Linked DNA regions of Oryzias latipes: region 2 is linked to region 1. The links are chromatin contacts, called in public Hi-C maps. All regions are on one chromosome and are shown on one strand. The core of a region is the stretch at or near the end of the contact, and the rest is flanking DNA. Distances in the headings are between cores, read along the strand shown.

What was found. A called contact is a pair of places that touch in the nucleus more often than the background predicts.
Region 2: a Hi-C map of embryo shows a contact between it and region 1, with 2.3 times the contacts expected there. The contact joins the promoter of chrm2 here to the promoter of LOC101163538 in region 1. A contact is called at or near these places in 2 of 5 Hi-C or Micro-C datasets (embryo and fibroblasts).

The regions. Positions count from the first base shown.
Region 1 is chr23:18,402,412-18,410,202 of ASM223467v1, forward strand. LOC101163538 (protein FAM180A-like) reads right to left here and starts at 4,028. Exons shown (of 3, transcript XM_020714279.2): 1 at 3,826-4,028; 2 at 620-717. The coding sequence starts at 3,883.
Region 2 is chr23:18,625,742-18,633,532 of ASM223467v1, forward strand. It overlaps chrm2 (muscarinic acetylcholine receptor M2), which reads left to right and starts at 2,640. Exons shown (of 3, transcript XR_002293045.2): 1 at 2,640-2,810.

The DNA of each region.
Region 1 (7,791 bases), core at 2,778-5,277:
GAAAACAGCATGGGCCTGGGTAATCCAAGTCTCACAGATGAAGGGGTTAATGAGTCCTGCTACAGAGCAGGGTCCAACTAAGCAAGGAGCCAGTTTCTTGTTGTCCACACAAAGGGGAAGGCCAGAGGTGGACAGCCACACTTTCTGACCAGCTCTATAACTGGGAGCAGGTTTCTGATGCTTGTTAGCATGACGCCTGTAGGAATCCACGGTTCTGACTTGAACTTGACGAGCTTTTCTCCAAAGGGACAAACACAGTACTTTCCAGGGAAACATAACACAGGAGGTAGAAGCCCATTAACAACCTCAAAAGGGCAGAGAATTGTGAGCAAACTCTGCCCAAATCACATTTCGAGACCAGGAGGAGGAGTCAGAGGAACTTAGCATCCTTAGACTGGTCTCTAGTTGTTGGTTGAGTCTTTCGAACTGGCCATTGGAAACCTGAAGCGAGACTGACTGGTACTCCCAGCAATCTACAGAACTCTGACGCATTTTATTTTTTATCGAATGAAAAATAAATGAGTGTAAAGAATAGGCTCATTTATCTCCAAATTTTAAACTGTTTTCACAAAAATGCTTAAATGTGAAGAGCAGAGTCCTCTCAAACGTGCTAAGGCACCTCAAAAAGCAGATTCCCATCATCCCCTGGGAGCTGGAAGGTGGGATTGAGAAGTGCATGTGTCCCACGCTTTACCCTGTGTGCAGATGGATACAGAGCTGGAACACAGAGAAGAGGGAATTGGATTAGATTAGCCTTCTTGCATTTGAGTAATTGGGGTGGACCATTGTTCTGTGGTGCCGGCATGCGGGCGGGGCAACACTAAGTCATTACAGCTCAAATAAAACGCCGGCTGTAATCGGGGGTCCCTGACCTGCTCCACAGATGGTGCAGCAAGCGCATGTGTTCACCAATGGAACCTGCCTGATTTCCTTCATTCGCGACACGGCAATCTTGTTTTGACCAAATACAACCAAAATGAAACAGCTGCTGCCTCATTTCCATGATGTCAAATTCACACGTCTTCACTTCTGCTGTTTCATTTGGACCGCCTGGTTTCAGGAGACGACATCTGAGCAGAACTAAAAGCATAAAACTGACTGCAAACTCTGTTGAAGAACCAGCGAAAACAAGGAAAAAAAGAGGCAGATCCCGGTTTTAGTACAAAAAGATAACATTTTTAAGAAACCACAGTGACGGATTGAAATCTTAGCTGTTGAGGGACTCGGAGGAGAACTCGTTTTACACCACATTTCTTTATCAACCCAGCACTGACTCTTTTTATTAAATCAGAATTTCTTTCTGACCTTTCAATCACGTTTAGGCCTTCCGTTATTAATTTAAACCACTTCCAAATGGAAACCAAAACATGATGAGATCCCCTAGACGATTAAATCTGAGATCAAGTTTGGATTTAATCCATGATTTTGTCTTCAATTTGAGTTGTGACATCTGGATGACTCGTCTTTCTTCCTGAAATGTTTCATACACTATTCGGATGGTGGTAAATTGTAGCATATCATGCAACTTTTTCTCCTCTTCAGAATTAGCTGAAATCACGTTATTACGTAAACAATTAATAAGTTAAGGTTGTCAACATTGGAGCTAGAGCTCTGATGACAAAAGGGTTAAGTGGTGCCGATTTTTAAAATCAGCTATTTTGGTTTTTTCGAATCTTCTTTTTTGTCATGGTTGGTGATAACTAGTTTTTTTTTTTTTTTTTAAAGTCTCACGTGTGAAGTTGCAGGTTCAGGTGTGGACCTGATAATGGTATGTAGAGCCCATTTTTCCATCTTACACCATCCATCCACTATACCCCTTTGGTGTCAGGGGAATACTGGAGCCTCAGCTACTTAAGGATGAAGGTGGGGTAAACGGTCACCAATCCCATCCCAGGGTCAAATACACTGAGATTCACCAACCACTTGCCTTGCTCCAGAGTGGGGCCCCAGTGATGCTACTCCGAGCTGCGTAGTGGTATCATGCCTTGTAATTCTCATGAAAGCGGTGCTGAACCACTCTTTGTCTGGCTCGTCACCCAGGACCTGTCTGCCATGGGAGACTCTACCTGACAGGTTAGCTCCTGGGACCACCCAAATCATTTACTGGCTCAAGTACTTTTTGGGCGAAGTAACAAGTAACAATAGCTAATTACTTTTTGAAAAGTGAGATTCCCAACACTGCATTTGACTGAAGCTTTAATGAAGTACTTTCTTCAGCCTTTGTTTTAGTTAAATGGCTTTGGTAACTCTTTGCACAGAGTGAAATTCAACCTTGAAATTAATGTCTTAATTGATATTTGTATTAAATTGAGACATTGTCAGGCCCATCCCTTTGCATTAACAGATCCAGTTAGGAGCTATTAATGTATTAATTCTGGGCACGCAAAACGCTCCAAAGTTGTTTCAGAACATTGAGTGCCAAGTGCCGCAGAAAATTCGTTCCAGGTCAGTAAGCCCTACCAAACTTCAAACATAAGGCGGGCCTGATTGTAAGGGGTACTGTTGATTTTTGAGGAAATGAAAGGATTTTAAGATTGCCTTATGGTTCAGAAACACTGGAATTTGACCTTTTTCTTACAGAGCAAAATCTGAGCGTATGGACCAGCTTTTTGCTCTGCCTTATCCCTGTTTTAAAAATTTCTGAACATTGCCGTTATCCATTAAGAATTAGGCAAAAAAGTCATAGTTATTAGCATTAACCTCTAGAAAGTGACCTTTAGCTGATGGAAGTGAAACGCACAGATAAAGTAACCAGTTTAGACATTCATCTGTTACTCAGAAAAGAGCTGGATTTTTTTCTCATAGGAGAAAGTTCTGTGGAGAGTTTAAGTTTTTTGTTTTGTTTTTGAGTGTCTGTCCAGGTTTTCAGGTTGTTTTTTTTTTGTCTAGTTTGTGTTCAGTTTTATTGTTAACATTGTTGCCTAAGGTGGTGTTGCTGCTGCACTCTTCCGTCACAGGAATCCTTGTCTGATGCACCACAGTTGTGCGTTTTTCCACTGTGTTCAACTGTTATTCTGTGTGATTAACTGGGGTTTGGATGAAAATTCCGAAAATAAATAATATTTATTGCTTGTGACTGCAAACCAAAATACAGGCATGTGGGTTAACTGAAGAAGTGAAATGATACTGTGACTATTATTCATATTATGAGACCAATAAATAAACAGAAGACCAAAAAGGAAAAATCCAAATCTTTACCTTCCCAAAGTTGCAAAATGAGAAGAGCTTCAGCAACTTTTAACCGCCTTACTAGAGCAAAAGCAGGCATGCATTAGTTGTATACAAAGATGGACTAAATCTTGAGATGTATATGGTGCAAAATTCTTCTTTTTTTCAAAGTTTGGAGATTGTTTTAGCGTCAGAAGAGCAATTTTCTCAATGTGCGGATCCAGTAATAAGAACTCAGTCACTTCTTAGTCCATTAATATCTGATGAAGTCCTGCAGGTCACGTGCTCCTCACAAGCCCAGAAGATAAACACATTCTTTCCAAGCTCTGATCATGACCAAACCTCCATGTAGGCCAACCATATCGCTACTCTGAGCTATTATGAGACGTTTTCCATCAAAGCAAAAAACATCTCAGAACTTTTGAAATGGATGTTTTCAGTGGAACATGTTATCGTGAGGCGTTGGTTTCAACGGCAGGTGCATTCTCTTACCTTTCCTGTGGTGCTGAGTGGCTGCCTGCAGGAGCAGAAGGGCCAGCAGAACCCCCCTCAGAGTCACATGGGTGCACATGCCTCCTCACACAAATCTCGTCAATTTAGCTTAAAAGTGGTTGTAAAGACAATCACACCATCAACGGTTTCTCACGTCTGACAGACCTGCAGTAGCTAAATGAGCTGGATTGTTTCTTCCTTTTTGTCTCCTCCCTCCATCCATCCCATCTCACGTTCCTTCTCTTTCAAGCTTTTATTTTCTTAGTGTGTGCTTTCTTAAGGTCAGGCCAGACTGTCTGGACTTCCATCTGGGAATCATTAGAACTTTGGAGAACGCCTCCCCCGCTGGTTGGACTCTTCTGACATCTGCTGGATGGATGACTGCTTGCTTGGTGGACTGGTTCACTTGCTGGATGATTTTTCTGGACTCTGAACGCATAACTGGTTAATAAAGTAAATAAAAGACTGGCCAAGCCCAACAGCTTCCCATGTGCTAGAATTAACCTTTTCCTTTCTCAAAAGAGCATCAGACTTTAAAAATTCAGTTTCTTGAATTTGAAAGCTCTGTGACTTTTACAACCAAACAAGAAAAAGTGGAGATTTTATTGTTATTATTATTATTATTATTATTATTATTATTATTATTATTATTATTATTATTATTATTATTATTATTATTATTATTATTATTATTATTATTATTATTATTGTTATTATCTGATTAAAAGCCCAACTTTGAGAAATGTTTTAATGATATCACATCCACCATTTTTCAGCCAAAGAAAAACAAAACAATTGACTCCTATTGAACTTTATTAGCAACCACTGAAGAACAAACATTAGCTCACTTGCGCCCTCTTTGTTGAGGCAGAGCTCCTGGCTGCCTCCCGTCATGTCATTTCAGTGCAGCTTTATGTCATCTTCCAGGTCAGGAGGTATATGGACCAGATGCCCGAGCCACCTCAGCTGGCTCCTCTCGATGTGGAGGAACGGCGGCTCTACTCTGAGCCCCATCTCTAAGGTTCAGCCGCTTGTATTCGGGACCTCGTTCTTTCGGTCATGACCCAGAGTTCGTGACCATAAATGAGTATTGGAACAAAGATCGACTGGTAAATTGAGACACACTTTCTGGCTCAGCCATCTCTTCACCATAACAGCAGATGCTGCACCAATCTGCCTGTCAATCTTATGCTCTGATCTTCCCTCACTCGTGAACAAGACCCAAAAATATTTAAACTCTTCACTCCACCCACCCAGAGAGGCCAAACTACTTTTCTCCAGTCGAGAACCATGGTCTCAGACTTGGCGGTGTTGACCCTCATCCCAGCAGCTTCACACTTGGCTGCAAACTGCCCCAACGCGTGCTGGAGGTCCTGCCTCCATTAAGCCAACAGGACGGCATCATCTGCAAAGAGCAGAGAAGAAATCCTGTGGTCCACAGACCGGACCTCCTCCATCCCCTTGATAGGCCTATTAATTCTGTCCATAAAGACTATCAACAGAACCGGCAATAAATGGCACCCCAGCTCCAACATGCACCGGGAACAGGTCTGACTTACTGCCGGCTATGCGAACCCTGTCAAAGGCATTCTAAGCAGTAAGTGAAAATGTGCTAAAAATCTGTGTTTCTTCCTTCAGCTTTTCTATACTTTTCTGCTAAATAAAAACTCCAGAACAACTTCAACTAACAGGAAACATAAGTCAGCTAAAATAACTCGTGGATACTTTTAAAAGGCAGCACCTGCAGCTTTGTCTCTGACCTCGGCTAAATAGAAAGAGCTCAGCCAGAGAGTTTTCTTTGTGAAAAAAGTACCATAAAATTCTCCATTAAGGTGTATTTAATGAAACAAGGACGTCTGACCGCATGCAGAAAGACTTCAAATGATAACCAGACTGAGACTGATGGAGGCTGCAGCAATGCTCTCAAAGCATCAGGATTAAAGGATGTCAAGACCGCCGTTCCTCCGCAGCTTTTTTTGTTCTATTGCCTCAAGAACCTGCTCAATAAATACAAGGTTGTCCTTCTGGTGTCAAAGCATATAAAAGCATGTTGAAGGTGCTTTGACTTCAGCTCTTTTGGTCGATTTTCTGACAATTCATGAAATAAAAATACTCACACACACACACAAAAAAAACAATCTGGCGGGAGAACGGTATGTAAGCAACTGAACATGAGGCGTTCACGGACAAAAAAAAAATTGCTTTTGTTTAAAAAAAAAAAAAAAGCTACAAAATATACAAACTTTAGGAGCTTGTTGGATATAAAACAATACAATCAATACTTTTTTAATCACTTAGTTTTTAATGGGACAAATTTAAAACAACCTCAAACTTTCAAAATGTGTGAAATATATACAGGTTTCAACTAACACAGTTAGTTTTGTGAAATCCGCTGCCTTGAAAATAAGTAATGTGTAGAAATATAAAAACATAATTATTTAGAGTTTTTTTTTTTTTTGCTTTTCTGCACGTTCTTTTATCATGTAGAGCTCAATTCTCCAATAGATGCAGCAGCCTTGAAGAAGCTAAATTCTTAATCAAGATAATCCAAGCCAAAGTGGTGCTCAAATTGCATTTGTATGAGAAAATAGACAGTTTTTCTCTTAAAGAGACAGTTTTTCTTTTAAAGAGAAACAGTTTTGGAAGTCTGGAACTTGTGAAAGCTGTTCATATTGGGTCATCATCTTTGTGGAGGACCAAAAATCTGATCCCAAATGATTTTTTCTAACCCCCCCCACCCACTTAGTTTTTTTTCCTTATATAAAGAATTTAAGTAGAACAACAATTTCTGATCCATGCTTGTGTTACAGTTTACCTCCATTGGTTTGGCTCATTTCTTGAAACAGAAATTACATTCTCAAAACAACATGGACAAACCTCCAAACCACTTGGCAATTGTTCACAACCGAATAGAATTTCTCATTAATTCCATCAAATTGCAAATGTCTTTGTTCATGTTTCAATGTCTCAGTACATCTTTGCAAATGATTAAGTACAGGTAGCCTACATTTAGCACAATTTCCAAATGAATAGATCTTGTTGATCTAAACTGATTGTTGATTCTCAGTCTAATGGTTGTTCGCTCCAAAATGAGTCGGCATCATTCCATTGTGTAAGTCATCACGTGCACAATAGTTTGTTCAATTGTCAAAATTAGTCAAGAACATAATACCATGAATACCATATATGAATCTCTTGGAACATTTGATAAATTTATTACAGCAATTGACAGTCAGGTGAAACTAGAACTTGACTAATAAAGGAGGATGTCCCAGGCCAGCGAGGGGGCGATATAACTATGTGTGCTGCCATATCTGAGAATGGAGTGGCCACTTACATCCATAGTCTTGGCCCATGCAACCGCCTTCATTTTGATTTGATCCCTGAAAATGAGAGAGATCTCGTAGGGCCTCACCTACCACTGTATGCTATTGTATGGGACAATGTGAATTTCCACCGTGGCTCAATCATCACGGCCAGGTTCACTATTCATCCAAGGATGTTCATAGTGTTCCTACCACCTTACTCTCCTTTCCTCAATCCTATTGAGGAGTTTTTCTCCGCTTGGAGGTGGAGAGTGTTTGAGCATCGGGCTCAAGATCAGAGGTCCCTGCTCCATGCAATGGATGCTGCGTGTGAGGATATTACAGGAGATCAGTGTAGGGGATGGTAGGGACATGCACGCCGTTTCTTCCCTCGTTGCATTGGAAGGGAGAATATGTGCTGTGATGTGGACGAGAATCTGTGGCCAGACAGACAACAGAGTGTGGATGGCCAGCAGGGTGAGGAGGATGGCCAGGAGAGGGAGGGGGAGGAAAGCGGCCAGTGAAGAACTGTTAGTTGTGTAACTCAAGCAAATTGTATTCTGTTAACTATACAAAAACAGTACAGTAACCATTGTCAATGAAGGACTGAGCTAAGACTGAAAGGTGGACATGAGGGATATTTCAATGGTCCTCTGCTATAGTGACAAAACATCTAATCATTTTGACTTGCAGTGCTTACACAATGCCAAAGGGACGAAGTATTTTGGGGGCACTGACTGTTTAAATGAGAAGGAAATGTAGTTTTGACACATGACGGAATTGTTTTGGGAGAGATATGAGCTTTTGCAGGTGAACCATGGTGTTG
Region 2 (7,791 bases), core at 1,390-3,889, 220 kb after region 1:
CTAAAAAATAAAGAATAAAAATGGCACATCAAACAGAAACTCAGGTCTTAAGAGGTTAAAGAAAAAAGTTACACATGACATTGAAACCGAAGCTTAAACTTTTTAAAATTTAAGAAAAGAAAAAACAGTTTGCTTGAAAGGTTTTTCTGAATGGATTTATAAGAATATTTCTCAGTCGTAAAGAAAAAAGACTTGCAAGCTCATGCCTAAAACAAAAAAAAAACTGCAGTAAGATTTACAAAGAGCAATCTGTTGATTTAAAAATCCCACTGAACTTGCACAGCATGTAGATTTCTGATTACATTTAAAAATGTCACTAAAGATTTGAATCCACGTTACAGAAATGGAATTCACGCATCTGCAATGCGGCTTTGTCATTCAAACTTCCATTAAAACCCCTTTTCATGTTTGTTTACACTCTAACTTACAAAAATAAAGAATACAGACAGTCACATTATTTGCTTGCCACTTAAATTTAAAATTTTTGACCAAGTGAGATGAGATTTGGACAAGTTAATTGAATTTACATAGCCATTTTAAATTTTACAATAAGGTAAGATTGTTTACCATTAAATTTTAGGGATTTACAAATGTGAAATGAAACTTTTTTTATCCCAAATTCTATACTTAAGTACCAATATTTACCAATATTGCATCTGTTCTTTGTTTTAATTTCATCTTGACAGCTGAGCTAAATCCTGCTGTGTTGGTGATTAACTTTTCAAAACTATAAATCTAAATTTGCAAGTTTTCTATCCAGTTTACTTTAATCAGAGGAGATACTGACGTAATTTCACAAAAGAAAAGTACATTAGTGCCGCATTTTACATATGCACATACGAAATGTATTTTGCATTTCCATGATAGTGCATTAGATGACTCTTTGTTCACTGTGTCTCCCTTAATTTGGCAAAAGCGGGTCCATTATAACTGCGATTTTCTGTAACTAATTGCGGTGCACTCAAGCTGGCCTTTGAGGCTCTGCTGTTCATCAGCATAACCCAGGTGTGCATGCATGCAGGGCTACATCCATCGGTTTTCAGTACAAACACTCAAACTCAAAGAACAGCATGTGCGCCCATACTGTGAGTCATGTGCTGCCGATGTATTGTGAGTAACTATAGCATGTGGTGGGTGTTTTTGACTGTCAATGTGTTTATTTATTTATTTGGTGATGTTGGAAGGTTTACAAGTCTCTGTATCACCTGCAGCATTTGTGTGCCCTATTAATGCCGAATGCTCACCAAGTTAAAACATGTCAAACCGTGTCTGACAACTGTCGGCAGATGAGAACAACGTCGGCTTCGTGTCCCTATTTCATATGCCTGCTTTATAATGCAACCTAGCTGCATCTCACCACACCAACGCCTCAGTTGCTACAGGAGCCACATTGTTAAATAATTCAACAGTGGCATGTTTCTAAAACCTAAACCACTGCCACTCAATACGGTTGAAATCTGTGCTGATTCAGGCTGACGTGTTGAGACAAGGGGCTATTTAGGGGCATGAGAAGATGGGGGTTCAGCTCCACTTCAAAGTGTTCAGTTTATAGTGTGAAATACATTTTTACAGCATCAAATTTGTCCAGTTTTCCAAATATTCCTTGTTTTTGAAACCTGTATTGATCCATTTGCAAAAGCATTTTATGTTCCATTATTTAGTTTTTTTTAATCTAAAATCTGTAAAATATGCAAAAACCATGTTATGTGAAGATTTAGCCTCTTCTTGAGAGGAACTTACTAAAAACAGCCTCTGCTCTTCTTCATCTTTCCATATCTGCACCTCCTCCCATGATATGCACTCTATCAAACGTTTTGTAAATGATCAAATTTTATACAATTTACTTTGGTTTTTCTGCCGTCTAACGCCCCCTCTGGAGTTAGATGTGCTGAATTTTTACAAAAATCAACACAAAGTAAAGTACTATTCCGGACTGCTTCTCCAGTAGATGTCAGTAAAACATCCTCCCTATAGTTTTCTTTTTGTGTTGACTAAGGGATGTGAGGAAAATGTCCAAACCTTCAACACCAGCAGCTAAAATTATATACTGTAAGTGAAGAGAAACTCTATTGATGAGGTAGGGAACCTGACTTAGTGCAGGTCAGTTAAATCAAGCTGCGTTCAGAGCAGAAAATGAACCAAAATATTGTTTTTGTGTGGTTTCTGTCAATTATTTTAAGTTTTTTCTTTAAAAAAGACACCACTTGATGCTAAAAATCATTAGAATTAAATAGTTCTCAAGCTTATTGCCGTGTTTAAGTGGATTTTATTTTAATTTTTGAAGATTTTAAATACATTCATTAGATTTCTTTGGTGCTAAAAGCAGAGTACAAATCTTTTGTTTTGTGGTTTGAAATAAGCTCGGACTCAGTCAGTACCAAAACAAGTTTAGACACTTAAAAATAGGACGACAAAGCTGCATATACAAGATTTCCTCTGCAATGAGACTGTTCTGGGTCTGTTTCTCTTGGTGTAGCCGTTAGTTGATCAAGTGTACGCCATTCAAAGATTTGCCTTCTGGCAGCTTTTTTTAATCTTTTTTTTAATATATGTGTTGTTGCAAATTATGGATTGAAAAGGGGCAAATAACTCATGATGGTAGAAAAGCCAGCTGACTTCTTGAAGCCTCTCACTGCTCCTCTGTCGCTATATCCGTCCTCCTCGCCCCCTTCCAACCCCCCTCCCCTTCCCCGCTCTCAGTCGGAGCGCTTCTCGTCTCCAAAGCTCGTCTGCGGTAGCATGTCCTCAGACGTGCAGCCGCGGTGCGATGAAGCGGACCAAAAGACGCCGCCAGCGCAGCGCAAGTACAGGTAAGCCCCTTCACCTGGATGCTTTATCCCTCCTCTCGTCTACATGATACGAGCAATTTGCTGCGCACACCTCTGCTCTATCAAGTATATTTGTTTAAATGGAAACCAAAGCTGTCAAATTAAGAGACTGAGGGCTTATTTTGAAGTGAAAGCAGTCAACGTTTAAAGATAATTTGACAATGTTAAGTGGAGTTGAACCTGTTAATTAGTGGACTCTCGCTATAATCGTAGGTGTACCTGTATTAATGATTCTCCCGTGCGTAAAAAGCCCCCATATGGACATTTGCGAGCGTAAAAGTGATTTTCGTGAACGAAAAACAGCTGGAAAAGCACACAAGTTGGCAGTATCCCCGTCTGTTCTGTGGGTACATTTGATCACGAAGACAATTAAATATTTATCGCTGGATCCTCATCCGATTGTGCCACAAGGCGCACACTAGTGGAAGCAAAGCCAGCCTCGCCGTCGTGCATTCTGAACGGAGCCGCTGCGCTCAACGCCGCGCGCTTTCTCATTCAAATCTTAGCACGCATTCATCCAAGACCTTTTGAATTCATGTAGTTTTACGCATTTTAAAGAAAAATGTTGGATAGAAATCTTTTTGTTCAGGGAGCATCTTTGAGTTTTGAATTAACATTTTCCAAAACTCATTTCTACTTGATCATGAGAAACAAGTAAATATTGATGCATTTTAGTTTACTGTTTCAATATTTACCATGGAAGAAGGCGCACATCCAGCTCCTAAACAGTTTTTCAATTCGATCTAATTTGCCCAACGGCGTTTTCCTCAGTGGTCGATCAGAAACATGCTGTTACTTTCGCCTCAACGCTCCTTCAGCATAGCACTAACGCACCGTTTTGCGTCGCAACTGTTCCAGGCATGCGTAAAAGCGCAACAGACCTAAGTCCAACTGCGGGTCCTATTCATTTTTTCTACACACACAAATGCGCACGCATGTACGCACACAAGCAGATCCTTCACATGATGCTTTGGGTGACGCAGGGAGGATATTGTGTGTGTGTGTGGGGGGGGGGGGTGTTTTGGAGGTAAAGCTGGATTCTTAATCAATCAGACCTTATCATTTCTTTCAGCTCAGCTCATTGCACTTTTTTAATCAATATGGTAATTTCCGTTACATCGCTTTAATGGTGTCTGTGTGAGGTGGTGGTGGTGGTGGTGGAGGTGGAGGAGCGCACTTCTGAAATTTTCCATCTTTTGGCTAGATGAATCAGAACAGCCCGATGTGTGACGGCTGGAGATTTACTCAAGTTTGTGAACGTTTCATTTACTTTTATATTAATTTGGGGAAAGTTGGGCTGCGTGGAAGTGGGTTCAAGTGTGATGGACAGACTAACTGCAGACAGGGGAGCAAACCATTTTGTGAATGAGTTTTCCAGTTTATCAGATTTCCCCCCTCTTTTTTCTTTTTGAGGACTTGTTAAAAAAAGTGTCACCAAGGGGGGAAGGTATAAAATCCTTCTTTCCCTGCAACAATGAGCGCTTGACCTTGATTAAGCCTGCAGAGTTGGCTCAATATTGGTGGTAGTAAACGCACAAAACCTGTATTTTAAGGTATATGGTTGTGCACTCTGTCAAAGTCTCTTAATTTATCCGTGCAAATAAAATATAGTCGATAAAAAATACAAATGCAGACTGGTCTTTTTATTATTTTTATGGGTTTGTTGTCTTTTTTCACATTAAACAGAAACTTTCTTTGAAAATCTCCAGATCAAAGTAAACATGGCTTTTTAAGGAGTTTAATTTAAAATAATGACAAACACAGATGCATTTTAAATATAAAAATACGATCAAAAGTCTTTAATATGGTTAAGGGTAAAGTTTAAACTTGGAATTCGCATTATTTTTAATGCACAAAATGAACGTTGTGCCTCAATTTTTACCCACATTTCTCCAAACTTCCAGTGAGTTCTCATTCCTCCTCCTCATTTTGCTGCTGTCGTGGCATTTGGCAAACATTTGCATCCATGCAAACGATCAAACCTTTGACTGACATTTCCCAGCTCATAAAATCATTCCTATCAGGATGTTGCAGCCCATTTTGCAAAAGGCTGCACCGCTGCTCTCTCCATCACAAGAAGTTTGAAGACTTGTTGCTGTCGCTCTCCTCTCGTCAAACTGTCTGACGCCCTGATGACGTTGATGGATGAGGTTTGCATCCTTGTTATTTATTTATCTTTTGTTTCACTTCTGCAGGGCAATCACTGCTGCACTAATATTTGATCAGAGATGCAGTAATGACAGATTATTACACATTATGTGGTGTCAGAGAGCATGTCTAATGGCATGCATTGATTTATTGAGCTTGGCTCTCAGTTGAGCAGAAATGCTGGTGTTGTTTGAAGAAGTGAATATTTTCTGCTGTTTCAAAGATTTCTTTAACATTCAGGGTAACGTGCTGCCCCCTATGGACACATTTGGGCACTATTGGAGTTTATTAAATGATAGCGTAGTCATAGTTTGTCCAAAGAAAATTATTTCTCACCTTTTTGTCACATTTAACAGCCAGAACATAAAGAAAAAAGCTTTTACCTTCCCTGGTTGAATATGTTTTTGCCTGCAGTGGTTGTCATTTTAATTTTTTTTAAGCAGAGGGGAAAGTAAAGTTTTTATTTTTTTTCATTCCGTCAGCACAGACGTCTCTGCTGTAGAGAGGCTGCACATTAGTCAATCTGTGTATCTGGCACACAGAGAAAGGAATGTCTAATTATCATGCATTCAAGCTCACTAGGCTTCTCTATTTGCACTGAGCTCCTGCTCTAATCGCTGCTTTTCTTGTCATTACACTCAATTTTTTTCTTTTTGCACAATTAATATGCTATTTTTGCTCCACACGGATGCGCCGGGATGTCTGTGAAGTATCGACTCTGTGCTGAAAGGTTTCACTGAGAAGAGGGAAAAACAATGGCTTGTGATGTGAAATTTTCGTGGGAGAGATGAAATAGGAGATGTTTTTAAGGGGCTTTTACATAACCGGGGGAAAATGGCTCACATGGGAAAGCATGGGATTCACATGTTGATCAAATTCTGGACTCGGTGTGGAATTTTCTTACTTTATCCAGTGTCCTCGGCTGGAAGGACAAACGGCCTCTTTCCTGAGCCCATATCAGATACGGAGTGATTGCAGAGCTTTATATTATGAAGTGCCACTAAACCCACAGCACCAAGTGGCATCGACTGGAAAGGATTGCAGGGACTGCGAATCCTCCTTAAGGTCCTTATCTGACAGACGCGGGGAGATAGATGAAAGAAAGAAAAGCAATAATTGCATTCGTAACAAAAGACTTAGAATGAGTGGAGCTGGAACGACTTACAGCCATGAGTACGTGTATTTCATCAACACCCAAATGATTCCCCGTGACACTGTAATTGCTCATAAAATCTGCTTTATGAAACCAATTCTCCAGGTCCTGCTGACTGCCGTCCGAGTGGACTCGTATTTCATTTGACTGAGAATATGGATGACAAAACTCGATGGGTGCAGCTTTAAGACTTCCACATCTGAGACGCTCAATTGTTTTCTGATGGCGCTCAGTGTTGAAGTATAATTCGCCGCTGCTCAATTAAGCGGCAGGTTAAGCACACCGAAAGAAGACTTGTTGTCATTTTCCCAGCAAGGGCAGAAGTGTAATGAAAGTGATTCGAGTGGTTCAGGTCATGCCCCCCCCCCCCCCCCCCCCCCCCCCAACTCCCCACACACACACACTCCAATACAAACCTGGATTAATAAAAAATGTCTGTCCACCAGCAACAACAAACATAGTCACCGCATTTAAAGGGTGGTGAGGGGGAATATGTAATCATTTTTCTCCATTTTAAAAATGTATTTGTGTGTCTGAAGTGACAATTGACTAAAAGACTTTAAAACTATTTTTTTCCTGAGAATGCATACCTGAGTCTTTGCTTCATATTCACAGGAAACTGTTACATCCAACTCTAATCCAAGCAGAGGTTTGCAACCTCAATAGTTAAAGAGCCGTTCAGGTCGATTTCCACAACCCAATAGGAACCTTTGTGGTTCACAAAGTCTTATTTCATTTTTTGAAAAAATAAAACACAAGTTTGTATTTGTTATTGTTAATATTAAGATACATAAAAAAGAAAAACGTTTTAACATAAAAAAAAACAATCGTAAATAGAACATAGCCCTTTTTTCAAAATGTACAATAACTTTTGACGGACGTTCACATGACTTCTTTTCAAAATAACCAAATAAAAGACCTCTTGTGTCACAAGACTAGACCTACTAGTAGGTAGTGTAGTTGATCTTCACATTTATAAAAAATATATATATACATATTTTACCCTTTGTGGGGACATCTCAGCCAGAAATTTGTCAATTGAACAAATACAAATTAAAACAGAGCTAAATAGGTGATCTATACTGTATTTTGCACCAAAAATCCTTTCATTTGTAAAACAAAAATAGGAAATCTGCCTTATAATCCGGTGTGCCTTATTATTTGCCCTTATTGAATTTAGATGTTTTTTTCTCTTTCTTGAGTTTATCAGGAAAACAATATCATTTTCTAGTTAATGTTTCATTGTAACAGAAAATTAAATTTCTTGACTTCATTTTAGACAAAATGCTATTTTAAATTAATAAAAATATATCATAACTGGATTAAAATGTCACAGTTCTTTAATATTCAATGTCTGTTTTGATAAATGTATTGTATTATGGTTAAAAGTTGGTGGACCAATGCCTCAAATGGAAATTAAAAACCTAAATAAAGTACAAATCCTAAGATGTTGTCTTTTAAGATTATTTGTTTAAAATAAATCTTTTATTTTTAGTCATTTATTTTTAATCCTATTCGATAGTAACAACTTTTTATTCTGCATTCATGTAACCAAAGCTTAGAAATAACTGTTTAGGAGGATTACAAGCCTTCCCTTTTAATTAAAACATTTCCCTATGGTGACGCTGGGTTTTATTTAATTAAGATTTAATCAAATTTAGA